3 separate regions of the Zea mays genome follow, and all the other regions are linked to region 2. The links are chromatin contacts, called in public Hi-C maps. All regions are on one chromosome and are shown on one strand. The core of a region is the stretch at or near the end of the contact, and the rest is flanking DNA. Distances in the headings are between cores, read along the strand shown.

What was found. Hi-C and Micro-C count contacts between places; a contact is called where the count stands out from the background.
Region 1: a Hi-C map of leaf shows a contact between it and region 2, with 5 times the contacts expected there. The contact joins the promoter of LOC100278107 here to the promoter of LOC100273021 in region 2. A contact is called at or near these places in 5 of 25 Hi-C or Micro-C datasets (ear, leaf, leaf mesophyll and 1 more).
Region 3: a Hi-C map of leaf shows a contact between it and region 2, with 5 times the contacts expected there. The contact joins the promoter of LOC100192867 here to the promoter of LOC100273021 in region 2. A contact is called at or near these places in 2 of 25 Hi-C or Micro-C datasets (ear and leaf).

Annotation. Positions count from the first base shown.
Region 1 is chr8:131,172,833-131,175,532 of Zm-B73-REFERENCE-NAM-5.0, forward strand. It overlaps LOC100278107, which reads right to left and starts at 1,430. Exons shown (of 2, transcript NM_001361306.1): 1 at 606-1,430. The coding sequence starts at 1,338.
Region 2 is chr8:131,340,672-131,343,503 of Zm-B73-REFERENCE-NAM-5.0, forward strand. LOC100273021 reads left to right here and starts at 1,522. Exons shown (of 3, transcript NM_001353560.1): 1 at 1,522-1,999; 2 at 2,156-2,255; 3 at 2,410-2,802. The coding sequence starts at 1,635. The coding sequence ends at 2,550.
Region 3 is chr8:131,524,642-131,527,437 of Zm-B73-REFERENCE-NAM-5.0, forward strand. It overlaps LOC100192867, which reads left to right and starts at 1,481. Exons shown (of 8, transcript NM_001358391.1): 1 at 1,481-1,963; 2 at 2,052-2,753. The coding sequence starts at 1,891.

The DNA.
Region 1 (2,700 bases), core at 180-2,679, 170 kb before region 2:
AAGCTTCCTATGCATGTTTGTAAAACACCTCAAGACTCTAATAACACCATGATGCTAACTAGTCATAGCTTTAAAACTTCATGATGCAAACAAGTCACAGCTTCAGACGCTTCATGCCCGCAAGATCGTGGATGGGTTTTTTTTTATCCGAGGACAAAGCTATAACAAGAAAAGACCTAACTCGCATGCATACTAGGATAGTATCGTATACACACATATATGATACTATCAGACAGATGTTCAATTTCTAGAACAAATGCAGATCGATCTGTGGATAAGCATATCTCATCTTACTAAGTTGGGTTCAATCCCGTGAAACAACACAAGTTATCATTTATTCAACAGCTTTCTGCATGACTACCATCCCAAATTCAATAATCGCTCTCCCTGATGAAAAAGATGCAACCAGCAGTTCAACAGAAAAAGCAGAATAGAAACTATTTGAATCAGATCCACTCCGCTATTCACATCAAAATAATTCGTTGCTTGATCTATAGAAGCAGTGCAGTAATAACGTTGTTTAGCCATCAATTTCAAGTACAGAGCAACAAGAACAACGGCGCAGTCAATAATACAGCTAGGATTGGGCGTGTGAGTGTTGATACCTCGTTGAGCTCGCTCTGCCGCGGCTTTCTGCTCGGCAGCAAGCGCCAGCTCGGGATCCACCCCGAACGCTTGGGCGTAGGTGTTGTCTATCGGCGAGAACACTGCGCGACGGTACGCCGAGAACAGCGCGGCCATCTCCATCCCAGGCACGGTGCGCGCCGCTTTTTCCGCCGCGTCCCGCTGAGTCACGGCGGCGTCCAGCAGGTAGTCGAGCGCCTTCCGCGGCACGAACCGCTGCCGTGCGGCCTGGATCTGGTCGGGGTGGTAGTCAGCGTCAGTGTCGAATGCCGGGACATCGACCAGGAGGAAGTTGCCGTCGCTGGGGTGGGGGCGGAAGGCGTCGGGGCTCTTGCACGGGCAGAGCAGCGCTAGCGCGCTGCGACGGGCTACCTCGTCGACGGCCTCCGCCACGGCGCCGGCGAAACTACTGCGGGTGCTGCCGCCCTGGGCCGCCTTCTCGGTGAAGTGCTCCTCGAAGGGGACGAGCTCGCTGGGCTCGAACCACCCGTAGCTTTTGTCGCCGAAGAAGGCGACCAGGACCAGCCCGTAGCGGTAGCCGCGGTGCACCTCCTCGTCGTCGGTGAGGCTGACGCTGTAGATGTGGCCCGGCCACCACGGGTGCGACTTCACCTTGGCCCAGACCATGTCGCCGAAGCGGGGGGCGCCGTTCGCCCACACGCTGCCGCCTCCGGCAGCGGGGACCATGGCGCCTCCGGCGGCGGGATCGGCCATCCTGTGGAGGAACCGAAAACCTAGATAAGCTTTGGACAGGGTCGATCGGTCTGGGCTTGGTTTGGGCTTCGGACGGTGTGACCCCGGGATCGGAGGAAGGAGGGCATTCCTGGTAATTTTTATTATTATCAGAGGAATAGGGTTTTCCATTATAACAAGGTTGAAATCTGAAAAAAAAAATTAGAGTTTAAGCGAAGGTACGGCCTTCCTCCTATTTCCATAAGAACCATGTGTAAAAACTTTTGTTAGGATTGATATGACGATTGGAGCAAGGATGAATAGTTTTTTAATAAAAAACTAATTATATCGGCTAATTGAAACAAAATATAAAATTGAACTAATCAAAACAAAAACAAAAAATCTAATCTAGATGCAAGGTGGGTAGATCTAGGCTTGGTTTAGGTTTAGGATTTGGAGAAGGGTGTTAATAAAGAAAAGGATGCTTTCATTATAATAAGGTTGATATTTGAGAAATTTAGACAGAGGGGTTGAGTGAAGGTGCAATATTTCTCCCATTTTTATAAGCATCATTTCATATATACAATTTTTTTGTAAAGATCAGCAAGAAGGCATAAATAGTTGTTCCAAAAATCAATTGTACTGATTGACTAAAATAAATATGAAATTGAACTAATAAGTCTAGCTTCATGTAAGTGATCTCACTCTAGCTCAAATATAAAATTGAAGGTAATTGGTCTAACATCAATTATACCTTACAAATATTTTATTTGGGTAACAATAATGTTGAGCAGATCAAGTCTAGTTAGAACAGTTGCCACTACTGCAGGATGGACCCCAATTTCAGCGTATGCCATATGCCCTTCTCCCGGTTTGGCTAGCGAACACATGTGTGCTCTTCTTTCTACCTCTCACTTAACAAGTGTAAGACCATGAAGAGCACTCAACTATTTGAGTTATGTTCCCTCCACCTCAATTAGCAAGGTGAGAGTAAATGTTGCCAAGCACCTCTTCATGAATGGGCCTTTGAAATTTTCCGAGAACATGTACAGTAACGGCTAGTTTCGAGTTGTTGGGGTATTTATACCCCCTCCACCAGCATCAATCATTGTCTTGGTGCCCCAACCATATAACATTCATTGCTTTGAGTTTGAAAGTTCCATGGCATAGTGAGGTCATTAGAAAATCATAATCCCATGATTAGTGTCTCATTAGTGCAAGAGAGAGCCACCTAGACCACCCACCACTCACATTAGGCTTGTCATGGTCAACTGAAAGCCTAGAGCTTGTTACTCTTGGTGATCGACATCACCTAGATGGTTTGGTGGTGATTGGAGCTCGATGATCACCCAAGAGGCTTTGTTGGTGACCCGGCTCAAAGATTGTATGCGGTCATGAGGAATC
Region 2 (2,832 bases), core at 272-2,771:
TAAACCTCTTAATTATAAATTGAAAGCGAATATATCGTATGTACATAGGTATTTAGTGCATATATTAAATTATGACCATCCATTCTTGGATGGAACGTCCTTGACTACTCTGTATATTTATACGAAGAACATCCTCCATTATTTTTACCGTCCTCTATGTACGAAGGGGTGGAAGAACATTAAATCTAACTAGTCGGTTGCCCGTACGTTGCGACGACTTACAACAATATCCACGTAGACTATCCACCAAAAAAATCTCAATATTTTTTATTGATTGTCTCCGCTCTCCGTATTATATTTTTGATTTGACTAACTGATGTTATTATTTACTCCATCCAATATGTTTGGTACAACACACCTAATGAAGTGAGCGATTAGAAGAGAGTTCACAACGACTGACTGAACGAAAAGAGATTATAGAATAACATAATTTCACCATACAGAGACCAAATAAGAGAGTTTGTGAGCTCAAGTTTCTAAAATAAGTCACATGAACTCAAACTTATAAAAAAGATAGATCAAAATATGGAGTGGTTGCTAAAGTCAGGCATCAATAAAAACTGGATGCGCTCTATATAAATATGCAACTTCGTAGCAATTACTAACGTTCAAAACCAACAAATAACCTTTCATTTTACTATTAGTGTGACAAATCATCGTTGCTCCATCCAATTCAGCAGCCTCAAACAACATGGAGTCCATTGTATGGTCTCAGAAACGACATAATGCTTGCAAGAGCCAAGAACACCGTGTCGTGCTTAGGCTATAGCCTCGACCCATAGTGCTGGCCCGACACGATTATATATTTTTATTTTACAAAAAATGTATATACATATATACAAATTATATTCAATATCAAAAACATCTGAGTATGATGTTCTATTTGTTAGACATCCTCACCTAGTGTCTCCCGCCCTCTTCCATCAGGACATAGGTTCGAACCCCACCTTCTGCACCATTTTTTAACATTTCACGCTTATTTAATCAAATGGGCCGACAGACTAACAGGTCGTCCCGGCACAGTCAGCAGGTCGGCATGACGTGCCTGGACTAGAGCTGTGGCCCACGAGCGTATGTCCTGTGTCGGGCCGCCGTTTGACCATCTATAGACGTGCAGCGGGTTAATTTGAAATAGTTGTGAGAAGTTATTTGTAAAAAGATGATGTGGGACGACCGTTAAAACTGGTGTTTTAAGTATAGTAGAGAGTAGAGAAATTGATGATCATAATTTTAATACGTACACACTACACAAAATATGTACCATACTTGATTTATTCCCATATTGATTTATTCCCAAAGCACCGCCGTCGTCCTCGTCTGGGCTGGAAAGTGTTCGGCCAGGATGGTGGGGCTGGGCTGGTTTTGTGCTGACCTGGGCCTGCCGTTCGTTTTGTTTCGCGGCCCAGGCGAAAATTACCAGGCGAACGAACGAGAACGAGGTGCGTGGCGTGTGTGACTGTGTGATTGGCGCCACGCGGCTTATCCTGGGAAATCCCGGCGGCCAATCACAGCGCTCGGTGGCTGGCCCTTGCTTTGCGGTGCCCCTCCACTCCATCAACGCCAGCCGCCAGTCCCCCCGGGCGGCGCTACCCTCAGCTAGCTCCGTAAACCAGCGAGTACGGCCGACCAGACCAATGGCACTGCGGCTACCCATCTCCTCGACCCACGGGCTGGCCTCCTCGCCAGCGCCCATCTCCTCCACGACGACGTGCCGGCCGGCCGCCGCCAGTGGGAGCTTGATCCCGCCAGCTGCCCTGGTCGCAGTTGCCATCCGCTGGGCGTCGGCGTCGGCGTCCCAAAAGAGGGGCCTGCTGCTGACGACGGCGAGGGGCGGCGGAGTCCTCGCGCCGGTGAGGTCGAGCGGGATCGAGACGACGACGACCTCGGTGGGAGCTGAGGCCGTCACCGGGCAGGTCACGGAGGTCAACAAGGACACCTTCTGGCCCATCGTCGAGGCCGCCGGCGACAAGGTCGTCGTCCTCGACATGTACACCGAATGGTACGTACGTACGCGTGCAAAGTGATGCCTCGATCTAGCTCAAGTCGTTCCAGGAGATTGTAGAACCATATATCCTGAGACGACGACGACAGTACGTGTTGCATTGCAGTACATACTGATATACTGCGCGCGTTGTGGTGTGTTTGCATCATGCAGGTGCGGGCCTTGCAAAGTGATGGCTCCCAAGTTCCAGGAGATGTCCGAGAAGAACCTGGACGTCGTGTTCCTCAAGCTGGACTGCAACCAGGACAACAAGGTCAGCAAACTAGATAGTACGTACGCACGTACGTACCTCCTAGCTAGCTAGGATTACTTAGCTGTGATTGACATATATGATCTACGACCTAGCTCGATCTTCCCTTGATCTCTTCTGTGTGCATGCATGGCGCTTTTGCTTGTTGTTCTTGCAGCCTCTCGCGAAGGAGCTGGGCATAAAGGTTGTGCCGACGTTCAAGATCCTCAAGGGCGGGAAGGTCGTGAAGGAGGTCACCGGCGCCAAGATCGACGAGCTAGCGGAAGCCATCGAGATAGCCAACAAGAAGTCAGGCTGACAAAGGAATAGCAAGATCGACGTGCAGTGCAAGCAAGGATGAATGGATGATCGATGAACTAGCTAGTGAAGACTGCGAATGAATGCGCCCCGGCCGCGCATTTGTGGGACCGGCAACATGCATGCAGAAAACAAGCTATTCTAGTTCTTCTGCTTAGGCCGTCCGCAATTGCTATCTCAAATAGCTAGCTGATGTGGAGCTGAGAGAAGAATACAAATAGTAATTTATCTCATCACTAGTATTTGATCTCACACGTCCAGTTTCTTTCTTGGAATACGCGGA
Region 3 (2,796 bases), core at 231-2,730, 180 kb after region 2:
GCTTCGGGCCTCTCGGAGAGAGAGGGTCTCCTGGTTCGGGTCCAGTGGCTGCAGTGCAGCAGTCCCTGGCGCTGAAGCTTTCTTCGGCGGCATGACGAAGGTCAGTGCTTGCCGAAGGTGGTCGAAAAAAGGGTTCACCGGAGGTGGGCGCCAATGTTGGGGACTTGCTCTCAAATGCTTCGACTTGAGAACAAGGCAACACAAAAATATTAAATGTTAATGCCCTTCGTCCTTCGAAGCATTATTTCTCTTAGGATATAATGATCTTCAAACGAAGGTCATGAAGGACGTACCTTCATCATCACAGTATATGTTAAATAAAAGAAGAAGCATATGACATATAAGAGACAACATAAACAATCATATAACATCATTAATTCATTCTTATTATATAATCATGGAAAGACAGGGACAATATTGAACTACAAAAGTACCTTCAACTTGATAAAAGGCAAAAAGTACAAGCGTGACACAAAAGCAAGTATAAGGCAGCGTGAACAGTACGGGGGTACTGTTCATCTATTTATAAGCACAAGACGCAGTCTATGAGAAATTATATTCATGCCCTTTACATTTATTATTGACTTATAGATAAATCTATGAGGACTAGATAACCTTTTCCCCTTTAAGTCGGTTCCTTTTTCTGCGATTGAGCCGAAGCACCTTTGCACGCAGCTTCGGAGCAACGACAATCTTCATCACGATCATGCTCTTCCCATCGTGTATGCTTTTATCCTAAGTCCGAAGGTACCTGTCCATAAGCCATGCTTGGAAGACATTGTTAAATTACGTTTCTGAGGACCTTCGGAGGACGAAGGCCCCCAACAAAAATCATCCCACACCTATAACCTCCACTAAAACCACCAAATAAATTGCACTCATACTTAACATACCATAAAAACAATGGTTTAAAGCGTTAGATAACCTCTCTCACTTACTCAAATCCAATGGACAATATTATTTGGATCATCCCTTATCTATCTTCCTCCCCTTCCCTCGCGACCGCGCCACCCCTGCCACCTTGCCCCACGTCCTCCCTCCCCAGCACTCGCATCGTCGTCGTTAACCTCTTCCCTCGCGTCGTCGCCGTCATCGACCCTCACCTCTTCGGATCGTAACGTTAGCACAGACTATTTGATGGTAAGTATTAAATATAGTCGAATTACAAAACTAATTATATAGATAAAGATTAATCAACGAGAAAATTTTATTAAGTCTAATTAATACACGATTAGCAAATGTTTACTATATCATCACATGAGTAAATCATATATTAATTAGGTTTAACCGACTCATCTTACAGTTTAGCACTTGTTTATATAGTTAGTTTTATAATTATACTATATTTACCATTTCTAATTATTATTTAAACATCCGAGATTAAAATTTAGCCCATGGAATCCAAACGAACCCTAAATAAACTGAAAACCACCCATCAAACTTTTATTTTAAACCTGAATCGAGCCGTTCCAATTCCAACAGGACGAGGCGCGCTTTCCTGCCCCATTTCCTGTCCCCGCGCGCGCTCCCCGCTCCCCTGGCTTCCTCTTTTCCGCCGCCACGACTTCCGCGCGCGCAGCATCGCCGCCGCCGTTCTCGCGCACAACGGATCAGAGATTTTCCCGGCCGTGCGCCCCTCTCGGTGAGAGGCGTCTCCCTCCTCCTACTCCACCTCCCCGCCCTCTACTGTCTCGGGGGAGAGTCGGTTTCGTTCCGAGATTTCCCTTTTCTCTCTCCGCTCAATTCGTTTGGATTGGTGCGCTGCGCCCAATCCAGTTGGGCGAAGACATCTGTGGTTCGATTGAGTCATTTTCGTCTTCCTCCGAGGATTTCTGGGGGTTCAGTTGAATCCCCATCCGCCACACTAAGCCCGGCCCTACCTGTGTTGCGATGCGCGGCGAGGCTGGCAATGACGGCGGTGGCGGGGATACCCAACTCCTGGACGGCGCCACACCTCGGTTAGGTGAGTGCGCATTGTTTATTGGCTCTGGTTCTGTGAGCGATTGGTGTAAATGTGTTATTTTTTTGTGGATGTGTATTGCGGTCATCAGGTTCTCCTTCGAGTGATGACGACGGAACACAGAGTGAGGCGTATGATTGGGCGCTGTACGACGAAACACAGCCTCTGGATGGTGCTGAGACCCAGTTTGTAGACCAGGTGGAGGAGGAGGGTGTGGCTGGCGATTGGACGGAGACACAGTTGGAGAGTGGCGACGAGGATGGTGGCAGTGGCAATGAGGATGGCGGCGATGACAGTGACCAAGTGAAGACACAACAACAGGTGGAAGATGGGGAACGGGGCAATGATGGTGGTGGTGGGGATGATAATGCTGGCAATTGGACTAAGACCCAGTTGGATGAAGTATGCGAGGTGTATGGAGCGAACAACTTTGTTGGAGACATGGTTGAGGCCCAGTTGGTTGAGGAATCTGAGGAGGAGGATGATGACAAGGATGGATTAACTGATGATGGTGAGCATGATCTTGGTGAGTGGGGGAAGACCCAGTTGGTTGAAGACTCTGATGAAGACATAGGTGACGATGAGTTGAGTGATGGCACTGTTGTCCTAAGTGACAATGAGAGCTTGTCAGAAGATGAGAGGGGCACAAAGTCAGGAACGGATAAAAGGGATGCAAAGTTGGGAATGGAAGGAAGCATCGAGGGGTTAAATGGTGGGATTAAGAAGCATGATGATAACAATAATTCGGTAGATTCTGATGCATCAACAGATGAGGAGGGTGACACAAGTTCAGGTCAGTTACCAGCTACTAATCTGCTACTATTGCTATCTTTTTG